Regions from separate parts of the Cyprinus carpio genome. Here region 1 is linked to region 2. The links are chromatin contacts, called in public Hi-C maps. All regions are on one chromosome and are shown on one strand. Each heading gives the region's core, a stretch centred on a gene start, on an enhancer-like site or on the middle of the called end of the contact. The rest is flanking DNA. Distances are from core to core; before and after follow the strand shown.

Region 1 (7,055 bases), core at 3,431-5,930, 86 kb after region 2:
TTTAATAGTGCTACAGTCTTGTGTATAGTTGTATCAGTGTGGGTCTGATGCAGCGTCTAATGTGAGTGCTGATCTGGGATCAGGTTCAGCTGATGGCAGTGAGCTGTATTCAGAGAAATGTGCGAGTCCTCACCGCAGTGGCCCACTGGAGCTGGTGGAAGCTGCTGTGCAGAGTGCGCCCCCTGCTGGACGTCAACATGGATGACCAGCGGCTCAGATCCAAAGAGGTACTGACCCATTCTCAAAGGACATGTTCATATTATACAAAACATTTAAACCACTAAATCGAGTTATCCAGTAATCATCTGTACAGTGATATTTGTGTAATTAAAGTATATATGTGTAACAAAAACGAAAAATATATTTGTCCATGTGTACTTAATTATCATAATTTTCTTATGTTCTCTGTTATGTATTTATTTATTTTTTGTCTGTCTGTCATCTGCTTATCTATCTATCCATCTATCTATCTATCCATCTATCTATCTATCTATCTATCTGTCTGTCTGTCTGTCTGTCTGTCATCTATCTATCTGTCTATCTATCTATCTATCTATCTGTCTGTCTGTCTGTCTGTCTGTCATCTGTTTCTATCAATATCTATCTATCTATCTATCTATCTATCTATCTATCTATCTATCTGTCTGTCTGTCTGTCTGTCTGTCTAGAGTGTGTTGTTGTTTATCAGGTTTGTTTCACTCCATTATAATTGTATCACATTCTGTTGTTCAGGATGAGATCACTGCTCTGAGGAGACGCTTGGAAAAGTCAGAGAAAGAACGCAATGAGCTGCGTCAGACTGCAGACAACCTGGAGACCAAGGTATGTGTTTGTGCCGTGCCCCCTGAGCCACAAATGAAATGATACTGTCAGATCAGAAATCTCAAAATCAAGTTTTCTAGCAGTTGGTGTTCACAGTGATGGATGAAGTCTGGTTATGAATTCTCATCAGTGAAAGCGTATTAACACAAACTAGGTTGTGATCGGCTTATGAAGCACTAATCTCTGTCATATGACTGCCGCTGATGAATGAACAGCTCTTCTGCTGAGACATTGACAGATGATGGTGTGTGTGTGTGTGTGTACAGGTTACGGCTGTTGTATCTGAATTAAGTGATGAGCGGTTCAGAGGGGAGGCCATGAGTCAAGCTCTAGACAATGAGCGCACGGAGAGACTGCGTCTCACCAAAGAGAACAAGGAACTGCAGGTACAGCCCACCCATCATCTGTCTCCGGATCTCTGTTTCTAATTGGTCAAATTGGATCACAACTATCCAGTCTTGTGGGAATGTGTTATAAAGGCAATATTCAGAATGTCATATTAATCATATTAGTATTGCATCACTGTATGTTTACACAGTTAGCAAATTTTATGTATATATATACATTTTATATATATATAATATATATAGTATACGTATGCTAATACAGTATACTGCATAAAATACTGTATCCCACAATGCAAAGTCCACAAGCCAGTGGTATTTTAGCATAATTAAAATACTATTATAGTATATATACTAGTAGTATTTATACTACATAAAGTATTATTTTTATATACTATATATATATATAGTTTTTATTATTTTAAATATTTATATTTAAATTATAAATTATTTTAGTTATTTTAGTATATATAGTTTTATATATTATATAAATATTTATATATATAAATTATTTTATTTTAAATTTTAGTTATAAAATTATTTTAGTTATTTTAGTATATCATGTCAAACTAAATGAAAATGAGAAAAGTTGCCTTGGGAACTAGCTAAAATGAAACAAGTTTAAGTATATGTATGTGTGTATTTGTGTATGTGTGTGTATAATATTTTAATTCAGTTAAACTTTCTGTTATTTCAATGAACAAAAATTTTTTTGTGATTTGAATTTGTTTTCTTTAACTGTAATAGCCCTGGCTCAACCTGACTTATAAATAACCGTAGGGAAAAAGGCAATTAACAACTTGCATAATTGACATGACACTTGTGTAATTAACAACTCATAATATTTTTGCTGATAAAAATGTTATTTCGATTTCAGCCACTTTGCTTCAAATTAAATATGTGCCTACTATTATAAAAAAAATTATAAGTGAAATGTAAGTTACATTTTAAACAGTAATATTCTACTGTATATTGTCACACAATCTCATCAAGCTGCATGTTTAATTCAGAAAATGGCATCCAGTTCGCATCTTTCATAAGTTATTTTGCATTTTAAAATCACTTCTGTCAACAAAGACCTTTTCTCTTGACCGTCCAAATAAATAATGAGTTGAGAAAGAAATTAATCTTAAAAAATTGGGGCTGGTTCAAAAATTACTCTTTCATTTATCACACAAGAAATGTACGGTCAAGTGGAAGCAGTGCACAGTATTCCTCACAGCATGTTCTGATTGTATACGGCACATTTCAGCAAATGAAGCAATGTAGGTAATGTATCCCATGCATATAGAAAATTAGCATATAGTCCACATACTATATAATGCAGAAACAGTGCATTCTTAAAAATAAAGGTGCTTCACGATGCCATAGAAGAACCTTTTTGTCTAAATGGTTCCATAGAGAACCTTTAACATCTGAAGAACCTTTCTGTCTCACAAAAGGTTCTTTGTGGCGAAAGAAGGTTCTTCAGATTATAAAAAGGTTAGAAAGAGATGGTTCTTTAAAGAACCTTAGACTGAATGGTTCTTTGTGGAACCAAAAATGGTTCTTCTATGGCATCGCTTGAAGAACCTTTTGAAGCACCTTTATTTTTAAGAGTGTATGATTAAAATGCTTTTCCAAACATAGCCTGCCATATTGTCTCAAACGCCTCACCGCTGTCTCTCCTGTTGAACTGTGGGCGTCACGCCTGTGTGTTTATTCTGTGCTGTGTCTCAGAGTCGTGTGGACCAGAGTAAAGTGACTTTAGAGGCCCTCGAGAGGCAGTTAGAGGAAGAAAAACAGAAAGTCAAGAATAAAGAAGGTCTCAGGGGAGTGGAGACAGGTAAGACAGGCTTCTGTGTAGATGCAATCAAACATGCTGGCGAAGAAAGATAATGACTGTTTGCGTGGGTGTGTGTGCATGTGCACGCAGAAAGTGAGCTGCAGCTGCAGCTGGAATGTGTACAGACGGAGGTGGAGTTCCTGCGCAGGCGTCTGCGGCAGACGGAGGAAAGACTTGAGAGTGAGAAAGAGGCCCGTCAGCTGCTGGATAATAAGGTATTAATATTAATTATAACATTAATCATGACCTTAAAGAGGCACCTTAGAGTGTTTGTCAAGGTTTCTTTTAGTTTTCATAAATGGCCTTAATTATTGTTGTTATAGTTTAACCACAGCAGTAAAAAATAGTTTTGGATAATTGAAATGAAGTTACAATAAAATAAAAATATTAAATAAAAAATTTAACTTGAAAAAAATGAAAATGAGAAATATTGCTTTGGGAACTAACATAAATAATTTAGTTAAATAACTATAATTACTGTACCTGAAATAAAAATAAAGCTAAATAAAAAATAAAAAAAAAAAAAAAAAAAACTATAAAAATGACAAAAGCACAACAAAATTACGAAAACTTAAATTAAAATGAAAACTGAAAATATAAAAATAAATAAATAATTTGAATTTATCAATATAGTATTATTTAAATATAACTAAAATAGCTCTAAAGTTTGATTTGTATATACAACAAAACAAATAGAAGCCTTCACAACAAATAAATAAATAACAATCTACCACTATTGATAGAAGACACAGCGCGCTCAATTAATATGTAGTGGGGCATGTTGTCACACAATATAAGGTACAATTTCAGAGTGGCAACCTGTTGTTTATTGACTGATTTCAAAAGAATATAATTTTTTGCTTTTTATTTATGAATTTTTACAGTTAAAAAGCTGTCTTCAGAACATGTCAGTAATTTAATGTGCATTATAGAATATAAAGGCTTTTCAATAAAATGTACAATTATAAAATGATAAAATCATAGTTCCTGAAACACCAAAAATTTAAAATACAAAATGTCCAAACTTTTTTTTAAATGTAATATATACTACAGTTATAATATGTATTATAAAATTAATTTATATTATATAGATTAAAAAAAGCATAATTTAAGACATTTTTTAATTAGATAGATAGATATAGAATTTCTATTTATTATTATTAATTCACAAAAAAATATTCTAATTGAAGGCTAAACCACTGTTAAGAGAACACAAGCATTTATGAAACTGGACTGAAAAGCATATAGTTTCTGAGATGTAGTCCTTCTGACGACTAGCCCCAGTGTATGCTTTACTGACCAAGTCCTTATATGAATAATCCTGTTTGATTTGTTCTGCAGATAATGACATGTTTATTATTATTTATTATTATCATGTGCACTGCACTGAATAACCCTGTCATGTCTAGTGGGCTGCACAAGGTCCCTACCTGATGATCTTTGTCTCTATCTCCCCCTCTTGTGGCAGGTTCAGGAACTGCAGTCTCAGCTTGATCAATCTAAACGCTCAGTGATAGAGCTAAAACGCCACTGCCGGCGGCTGACCTCTGACCTTCAGGATGCCCGCGTGCTGATAGACAGCCTGCAGGGCCGTGCTCATGAGCTGGACAGGAAACAGAGGAGGTCTGTCTCATTTGCATATGATTCATTAATATTTAGTGCCACGCTATCTGGTTTCTTGAAAATGCATTCTCAAGGCCTCTGTCTGATCTGTGTGTGTGTGTGTGTGTGTGTGTGTGTGTGTGTGTGTGTGTGTGTGTGTGTGTGTGTGTGTGTGTTTGTAGGTTTGACAGCGAACTGACCCAGGCGCTTGAGCAGGCTGATAATGAGAGGGAGCAGAAGGACAGAGCCATCCAGGAGAATACCACCCTTGGTGCAGAGATCTTCACCCTTCGCAAGACGCTCAAGGTAAGGGCCGAGGTCAAAGGTCAAGTGTCCACCATCTGCGATCGTGCCCGTGAACTCCGGGTGTCCTCTTTCGGTAAACAGTCCCCAGAGATCCCAAATATGCAGAGGAGAAAAGTTCTGCCATAATATAAAAATATAAAATAACATTACGAAACTAAATGAAAATGAATGAGTGAGTTTTTACTCTGAAATACAAAGGTCAGAGGTCAATACATGGGAAATACTTGTGCACACATTTATATCTGCATTATGCATTCTTGTATTTTAATACAATGTGTTTTTTATCTGTTCAGATGAATGTATGTGATTTTTGGGTCTGTGTTTGTAATTGTAATATTTTTTTGGTGCATTGTGTGTGTGTGTGCAATTTTTATGTGTATTTGCTGCTGTGTGTGTTTATGCGTATGTGCTTGTTTATATGATTGTTTATGTTTGTATACATTTTTATATGTGTGTGTTTGTGTATGATTATGTGTCTGTGATTGTTTTTTGTGCATCTTTGTGTGCGCATTTGCTTTTGTGTTCATTATTTGTATAATTGTGTTTGCGTGCGTGTATGTGCATGTTTGTTTCTTTTGTATGTATCTATGTTTTTTGTTCATTGTTGTGTGTTTGTTCCATTTTTATTTATTTTTTTGGTATGTGCATTTGCTTTTGTGGTGTGTGTGTTTGATAGTTTTGTCTGTTTATGCATTTGTGCTTGTTTGCATAATTGTGTTTTTGTTTGTGTAAATGTGTGTTTGTGTGCATATGTGAATTTGTTTTTGTTTTGTTTTTAATTTTTGTGTGTGTTTATTTTTCGTTGCTGTGTGTATTTTTATGTGTTTGTGACTGTGTGGTGATTACGGTATATTTATATGTCTGTGATTGTTTTTTTGTGCATTGTTGTGTGTGTGTGTGTTTTTGCTTTTGAGTTTTCTTTTGTGTTTTTGCATTAATTGTGTACATTAGTGTATGTATATGTAAGTGTTTGTGTTGGGTTTATGCATTTGCATGAGTTTTTTGTCGTATATATTTTTACCTGTGTCTGCATGTGATTGTTGTGTGTTTTTGCAATATGTGTATTTGTTTTTGTGTTTATGATTTTGTTTTTGCATTTGCTTGTGTATGGATATTTGTGTTTTTTATGCATTTGTTGTATATTTTTATTGTATTTTTGTGTTTGTGTCTTGTATATGTCTGTATGTGATTTGTGTGCATTATTGTGTGTTTGTACATTTTTATGTGCATTTGCTTTTGAATTTATTCATGTTTTGTGTGTGTGTGTGTCTGGTGTGACTGTTTGTGCATGTATGTGTCTATAAGCATGAATGTTTATGTGTGTTATTTGTCTTGAGGTTTGTATGAGTTTGTATGTGTGTTTGCTTTTGTGTGTGTGATGTTTGTATGATTATGTTTGTGTGTTTCAGGAGAGTCAGGTGGAGGTCACGCACCTGCAGCAGCAGAAGGAGGAACTGTGTGCTCAGATCCGTGACCTGAGTGTCCCACTCCACCTCACGTCTGACTCCATCCCTGAACTGAAGAAGAAACTCCGTGAACTGGAGACCAGAGACAAGGAGCGCTCGGAGGAGATCAGCCAGATGACTGCCAGAATCAAACAGCAGGAGCAGGTATAGGAACCCAAGAAGAGTAGACCTTTTGAAAAGGTTATGACGTCATAACCATGAGCACATTAACATATGATCACCCACATTAACATAAGTCTTAAAGGTGCAGTAACACAAACAGGCCATCTGAACTCTGTTCTCCACAGATGCACCTGCGCTTTGAGATGGAGATGGAGAGGATGAAGCAGATCCATCAGAAGGAGCTAGAGGACAAAGATGAGGAACTGGAGGACGTGCAAAAGTCTTCACAGAGACGAGTGAGGGATGCAGACTTAATTACAGCTCGACAGACCACCTTACAACTCTGTCTGAAACACTCTTTCCTGACTGTGTGTGTGTGTGTGTGTGTGTGTGTGTGTGTGTGTGTGTGTGTGTGTGTGTGTGTGTGTGTGTGTGTGTGTGTGTGTGTGTGTGCATGTGCACAGCTCCGTCAGCTGGAGATGCAACTGGAACAGGAATATGAGGAAAAACAGATGGTGGTTCATGAGAAGCATGACTTAGAGGGGCTGATTGCCACACTGTGTGAACAGGTAACACACACACACACAC
Region 2 (6,750 bases), core at 2,797-5,296:
ATTGTCCAAAATTTGTAAATCAAGTTGTAAGTCAAACAAAGATATTGAAGTACATTTTACAAGAAAAAGCTATTTCAGTTTTTCTACTCTAAATTTCAGTGTGTTCTTTGCAATTGTTTTGGAAATTTACTTGCAGTTTACAACACACACCGATTTTTTTTCAGTGTATGCTTGACACTCAACACGATGTCCAAAACAAGTTGTTGTTTTCCAGAGAATCTTACATAAGTTTGAAAATATTGTATAATGATTGCAAGTGCTCCAGGAATGTTGTTATGTTGAAGGTTTTGCTATAATTTGATGCAATTCCTAGTATGTTACCGCTGGTGTTGCGTAACTGCTGCTTTTATAGTGCTTCACATCCCATTTGGCCTTTTTCACCAACATGTAAGTCTTTAATTGTGTCCTAAAAATCAAAGAAACCCAACCAACCTCTTCCATACAAACCATCTAGTACGACGAGGAGTGTTTCCAGGGTCGTCACCATGAGTTCACCTCCGAGTGCTGCAACGTGATGGAGTTCGGTTTCGAGACTGTGCGCTCATTGAGAGTGGAGAGCGGAGCGTGAGTGTTTTCTCAGAACCCTTTGTCTGATAGTTTATGCAATTCCTGAAGTTTGTGCCAATTATTTCCACTAGCTGTGACTCCATGTCAGAAAAAAACATGACCTGACCCTTCACTCTCACAGAAAACATGCTCTATAAAGCTATAAATCATGAGAGTTTAGGCTTAGATATTAGATGTTAGTGTGGCTTGAGTCTGTAAGCTCAGTTTGAGGTATCATTCATGTCCTATCACAAACAGTGCTCATTAAGTGGCAGAAGTTGGGGCTAATGGTTTGTTAAAATCACTAACCCTAAATCTGAGCAATAGTAATCGTGTTTCTTGGTCAGCAGCGGTTTTGTGTCCTTATTCCATGTGGCATTTTATTTATGTAACCTTAACTGGAACAGACAGGTCACTTAAGAACATGTTTTGATGTATGAGGACGGTCTGAAATGAAACATTCATGCGCTTATCCACGAACTGATGCCATGATGTTGATTTAGTACACTGTAAAAACAGATTTTTCGAAGATGTAAATAAAACAAAGATTATTGGGATATGCTTTAGAAGAAAATATTATTTTAGTTTTTCTACTTGAAAACGTCATGTTTTTATTCATTGTGTGACATGCCATTTCTTTGTAATTATTTGGGAAATTTACACCATTTTTTTGAGTATTATATATTCTATTAAAGTATTTTTTAATATCATGTATTTGCTTTTATATTTATATTTTAATTTTATCTTGTTTTAGTAATTTTATAGTGTGCTTTTCTCATTTTTGTTTTTTTTAATATTTCATTTTAGATTTATTTTTTTTTATTTTTTTTTCATTTTAGTTTTAGTTATTTTAGCACTTAAACTTATATTTCAATTAGTTGCCAAGGCATTTCTAATTTTCTAAGTTCTTTTAATCAAATATTTATATTGTACTTTATTTCAGCTTTATTTCAGTTAACAAAAAACATTTTAATAGTTTTAATTTTAGTTAACAACACTTTTAAAAAAATTTATTGTAAAAACATTTTTGATAAGATTATTGGAGTATTTTTTACAAGAACTACTATATTAGTCTTTCCATTTCAAAAATGTCATATTTAATTTGATGTGTAACTTGTAATTACTTGTGAAATGTAACTATTTCTGAGTGAAATATATATAATATAATATATATATATATTTGTATTCGCTTTTATTTCTCTATTTTCATTTTACCTTAATTTTGTAATATGATTTTGTAATTTTTGTTAGTGTTTTTTTTAGCTTTCATTTATTTTTTAGTATAGTTTTTGTTATTTTTGTAACTTGTTTTATTTTAGTTAGTTGCCAAGGCCAAGGATTTTAATCTAATATTTAAATTTAGTTTCAGCTTTATTTTGAGTAACTAAAAATAGTTTTAATAGTTTTAATTGTAGTTAATAATTTCAGCAGAGGCTACAGTGTTTAACCCATGTTTGTCTTCAGGTGGGTGGGCTACGAGCACTCAAATTACCAGGGTCACCATTTAGCGCTGCAACTACCCTAATACCCACACCTCTATACCAATCAATGAATAAAACATCGAGAGAATGACCTCCTTTACCTCCTTTAGACCAATTTCCTGTTCTGTAAGCTCTCAAAGCTTTAAAACCATATCATCACTCACCCACCTTGCCTTTTCTTTAACAACATTCACAATAATTTGTTGTTGATTGCAATTAATTCATATTATAACTATCATTTTTGGTTTGCATTGGAAAGATGCTCATTGGTTGACATTATGTTTGATATAATTCTCCCAGAACCACAGGGAGTGCAGAATGACCATCTATGAGAGGGAGAACTACCTGGGCCGCAAGGGAGAGCTCAGTGACGACTATCCCTCTCTTCAGGCTATGGGATGGTGCAACAATGAAGTGGGCTCTATGCGTGTTCAGTCCGGAGCGTGAGTATCTGTTTGGGTTCTTCTGTCACTTCTGTATCATTTGTCCTTTCATTTTTTTTTGATCGCCACTGTCTGTTCTTCGATCCGCACACGACAGGTTTGTGTGCTACCAGTTCCCTGGTTACCGTGGATACCAGTACATCATGGAGTGTGACCGCCACTGTGGGGAGTACAAAAACTTCAAGGAGTTTGGCTCCCATTGCCAGACCCCTCAGATCCAGTCCATCCGCCGTATCCAGCAGTAACGGATTTCTCCTCCACCCTCTCCTTGCAAAAACTCTCATGCCCCTTTCTGCCCGATGCTAAATAAACTGTCTTTCTTAAACCTCACTGACCTCCTGTTATAAATCTGTGTCCAAAAAAGCGCATTTACTGAAACCTCGAAGTAACAGTGAGGAATTTTTGGACACTTTCAAACAAATTAAAAAGAATGGTGTGCCTTTTATTACAAATTGATTTAACTTATTTTTTTATTTTTTTTTTACTTTTTAGAAGGATAGTTCACCCAAAAATAACAATTCTATCATTATTTGTTTACCCTCATGCCGTTGCAAACCTGGGGGAATGTCTTTTTTTCCACTGAACGCCAAAGGAGATATTTTAAAGAAGGTTGGTAACCAAACAGCTGATGGTAGCCATTGGCTTCCATAGTTTTTCCATCAACTATTTGGTTACCAACATTCCTCAAAATATCTTCTTTTTTCTGTTCAGTAGAAGAAAGAAACTCATGCAGGTTAGGAACAAGTAAATGATGACAGAAAATTCATTTTTGGGTGAACTATCCCTAGGAAATAAAATGCACTTTCACCGTTTTCCGCCAGAGGGGGCAACAAACCTACAATCCAAAAGATCACAAATAAGAAAAACATGCATTAGGCTTAAAGAGAGACAAAATTTCAAACTCTCTTTGGAGAATAAACACGGTCCATAACATGACTTAACTTGTTCCTAGAGGTATGTTTAGAATATCATTGTTTGTCAGATTAAATCACATGACCAGAAACTGAAAGGAGAAGCCCAAACAAAAAAACTGCTTTTTGCAGATGTATTGTTGATAAAAGATGTGGTATGCGCTTACACAATGATTTTTACTTAGATGGCGCAGCAGCTAGACTTTCCCACTATGATGTATCCATGGGTTATGAATATTAATTACGTAACGTGACGCCTAGATGATTTGCTGAAAAGTGAGTGGGCGCTATTCAGACGGCGAACCTACGGAGAAGGTTTGACTAATGAATATTAGTGAAGTAACGTGACTGGGCGCTTCAGGAAGGTTACTAAGCAACGTCAGCAGGATCTATTTAATATGCACAACGCAAGCCTTCGCGTCATAGTTTCGCGTACTTTGCGTAAATCAGTTAAATGAAATGAAAATCAATGAAAAGTTAAAAGAAAATAAAGAAGTATAATAAAATGATACTAAAACAACTCGTTTCGCATAAAAGTATAATTAAATAAAATGTAAATAAAATCAAGACTGCACACACCTCAAAGATTTGCTTTACTGGAGCTTAGCTTATAGAGGGCTCCAGTTCCTTGTTTTGTGAGTCCAGCGCCGGGTTTTGCGTCGACTCGGCCGCTGGGAGGAAGTGCAGTTCTCAGAAGAGCCTGAATTTCACTTCACGACGCGCCGTGGGGCTCAGCTCACACACAAGCACTAAAACAAGAAAATAGTCGTGTATTCCCATTTGGATTAACCGTGGGGAAACCTTAAGAAGAAGTCTTCCCCGGAGGACCTGAGCGGAAACGGACTGGAGTGTTTTATGTGGACGGATATAGTGTTTTTGTTGAGCGATGTCGGAAGAGATGAAGACTTGGATCTGCGACCCAAACACGGATGGAAAAGAAAAGAGTGGTTTCTCTCGGTAGTAACATCGAAAAATCAAAATCAGGTGTCTTTTGGAGAAAAGTACATTTGAAACCCCTGAACGAAGCGTAGTGGGTTTGAAAGCCCCGTCGTTTTGTTTCTCTCTCGAAACTCAAGAGTTTCGTTCATGTAATCTTGAGATTGAAACGCACAGCCCATGCATATGAAGTTCCGCAAGCTCTAACATTAGCGAAGAGATTTCAGGGTGAACTCTTTATTTTTTGTTTTATTTACAACAAACTCACAGTAGCTGTGTTTTTTTGTGTATGTTCCTGCCTTGCAGTTTCATCTGACCACATTTTGTGCCACCATCGCGACATTTCTTTTTAGAAAAAGGAAACTCGGATTGCTTTCGTTCACATTAGCTTATTTCCTTTTCTAGCGCCCCCCTCTCTTCTGTAGGTTACAGTAGTGCAATATCTCAGCCGTTTGTTGCTTAGAGCACACCTCTCATTATATAAATAAATTGACGAGCAAGCAAATCCAGTTTAAGAGGAAAACTGCATTGCGCTGCGCTGCACATCAAAACGCATCTAGTTTAATTTTGTCCCTTTAATTGGTTTATAAGATCAAGACAACCAGCTTGGATCAACAAGAGGAGTGAGTGACAGGCAGATCTCAACCATCGAACCACAAAAATGGGGATTTGTTTGTGATATTACCAGGGTATTTACACATGCATATGCTGTTTAGATCCTGAATGCAATTTTTGGATGTTCAGGAAACAATCCAGCTGCCCGTGTCGCATCGATAGCCATTATTTATGTTTCTCCAACCATTAGTCTCTTTAGGTTTCCACCATCTTTCCGCCTTTTAAGAAGAGGAGGATTCATGTTCCCCTTATTAAATGTGGTCTGATGTTTGCGTGCTGTCAACGGGTTAATGTGATTAAACGGAAATATCGGCGCATACTAGTCGTCCATTTTCATGCATTGGTGATTTGTCTGTTTTCCAGCGAGATGGCTTGCTTTATTTTAATGCCTTAAGGAGATCGTCTTGTCCGCTCGTTTACGACTTAGGTTCTATATCTTGTTGCTTTTAACGGGATTGCATCGTCGTTTTGATTTGAGTGTCATCCATTTGTGACACAGAGTGGCCAGCTTGAATGTATTTGTAGTGAACCATCCCGTTATTTCCATACTTCTGCACGGACGGTGGCTCAAATGAACTTGCACGTCATTGTTTGACAGTCATTACACGAGGCAGGTTGGTTCGCGTTAAACTCACTCAAAGGGAGTCGGAGCTGGATGGGGGGCTCGATTAATCGATATTATCGTTATCACCAACTAGTATTATTATTTTGGAAATTTCCGGATTTTGAGGTGATGCCATGCACATATATTCTTCCTCTTTGAAACAAGAAGCCATTTCTGCAACTCCAGTGGACCCGAGGGTGATGTTGCTTCACAGATAAAGCAACCTATAGATTTTCCATTCAGAGTGTTGCTGTTTTTTTTTTTCTTCCTCAGCTTTTATCGTGTGTTTTTCAGCCACTATGGTTGATTTCTGAGGAGGGAAACACGATAATTATTAAACACAACAAACCAAAAAAAAAAACCCCGGCTGGAATAGATGTTCGCGCCTCTATCGCGCATCACCATCATCATCATCACCACGACAGCTCCCGCGCTCGTCTCGTGCTGAGTCCACCCGCCCGCGCGCAACATCACCGTCCCCTCACACGTCCCCCTCCTCCTCCTCACGGCTGGTTCTGGTACCGTTAGCGACTCGGTTCGACCCAGAGGGCTTGAAGATGGCGGACCTCGAAGCGGTTCTCGCCGATGTCAGCTACCTGATGGCGATGGAGAAGAGCAAATCGACTCCAGCGGCCCGCGCGAGCAAGAAAATCATCCTTCCCGAACCCAGGTAACGTCACGTTAAGCCAAACGAGTCTGTCAGACAGTTAATTCACACACATTACGTTCAGTATTGTCTTGAAGCGGCTGGTAGATATGTCAAAATTTTGAGTTATTCATTTCCACTGCACCTTGACTGAACATTCGTGTAATTTGGTGTTAAATAAGCGATTTTAAGTGTTCGTTAGAAATTCCCTGTCACCATCGTCAGCAGTGGCCTGTCATGTACTACACACAGGGTTTGTTGTTTACTGCTTTCTTTCGCTTACAAAAACCACCAGAGTATTTTTAGACAAGCTACTTACGTTTATTTTTGGAGATATAACTGTTAGCTCAGTAATGCTATTTGGTTACCTCATAGTAGCATGTAAATACGATGGTATGAATATGGTAATTGGGCCCGGACAGTATCAAAGTACCGACTAGTGCTATCGTAGTAACACTACAGTACTTTTTGAAAGCTTTGGCTAAATACACATTTTGTTCTGTGTTTAGTGTTTTTGGTGTTGTTCAGCAGTTACTGGGGCCTGCTGGGAAAATTCCCCCGTGTGAAT

Evidence for each region. A called contact is a pair of places that touch in the nucleus more often than the background predicts.
Region 1: a Hi-C map of red blood cells shows a contact between it and region 2, with 3 times the contacts expected there. The contact joins the enhancer-like site here to the promoter of LOC109093673 in region 2. A contact is called at or near these places in 2 of 8 Hi-C or Micro-C datasets (liver and red blood cells).

Annotation. Positions count from the first base shown.
Region 1 is chrA10:16,723,376-16,730,430 of ASM1834038v1, forward strand. It overlaps LOC109097713 (unconventional myosin-XVIIIb-like), which reads left to right. Exons shown (of 45, transcript XM_042765456.1): 24 at 84-227; 25 at 733-822; 26 at 1,089-1,208; 27 at 2,886-2,991; 28 at 3,082-3,206; 29 at 4,460-4,614; 30 at 4,776-4,899; 31 at 6,309-6,509; 32 at 6,653-6,763; 33 at 6,932-7,036. Among protein-coding and RNA genes, the nearest start is that of LOC122146483, 21 kb to the right of the region's middle. Within about 2 kb of position 4,681, at least 1 of the 8 cell types and tissues checked has an H3K27ac peak or open chromatin away from gene starts, as enhancers often do.
Region 2 is chrA10:16,637,977-16,644,726 of ASM1834038v1, forward strand. LOC109093673 (beta-adrenergic receptor kinase 2-like) reads left to right here and starts at 4,047. Exons shown (of 21, transcript XM_042765458.1): 1 at 4,047-6,206. The coding sequence starts at 6,094. It also overlaps the pseudogene LOC109066944.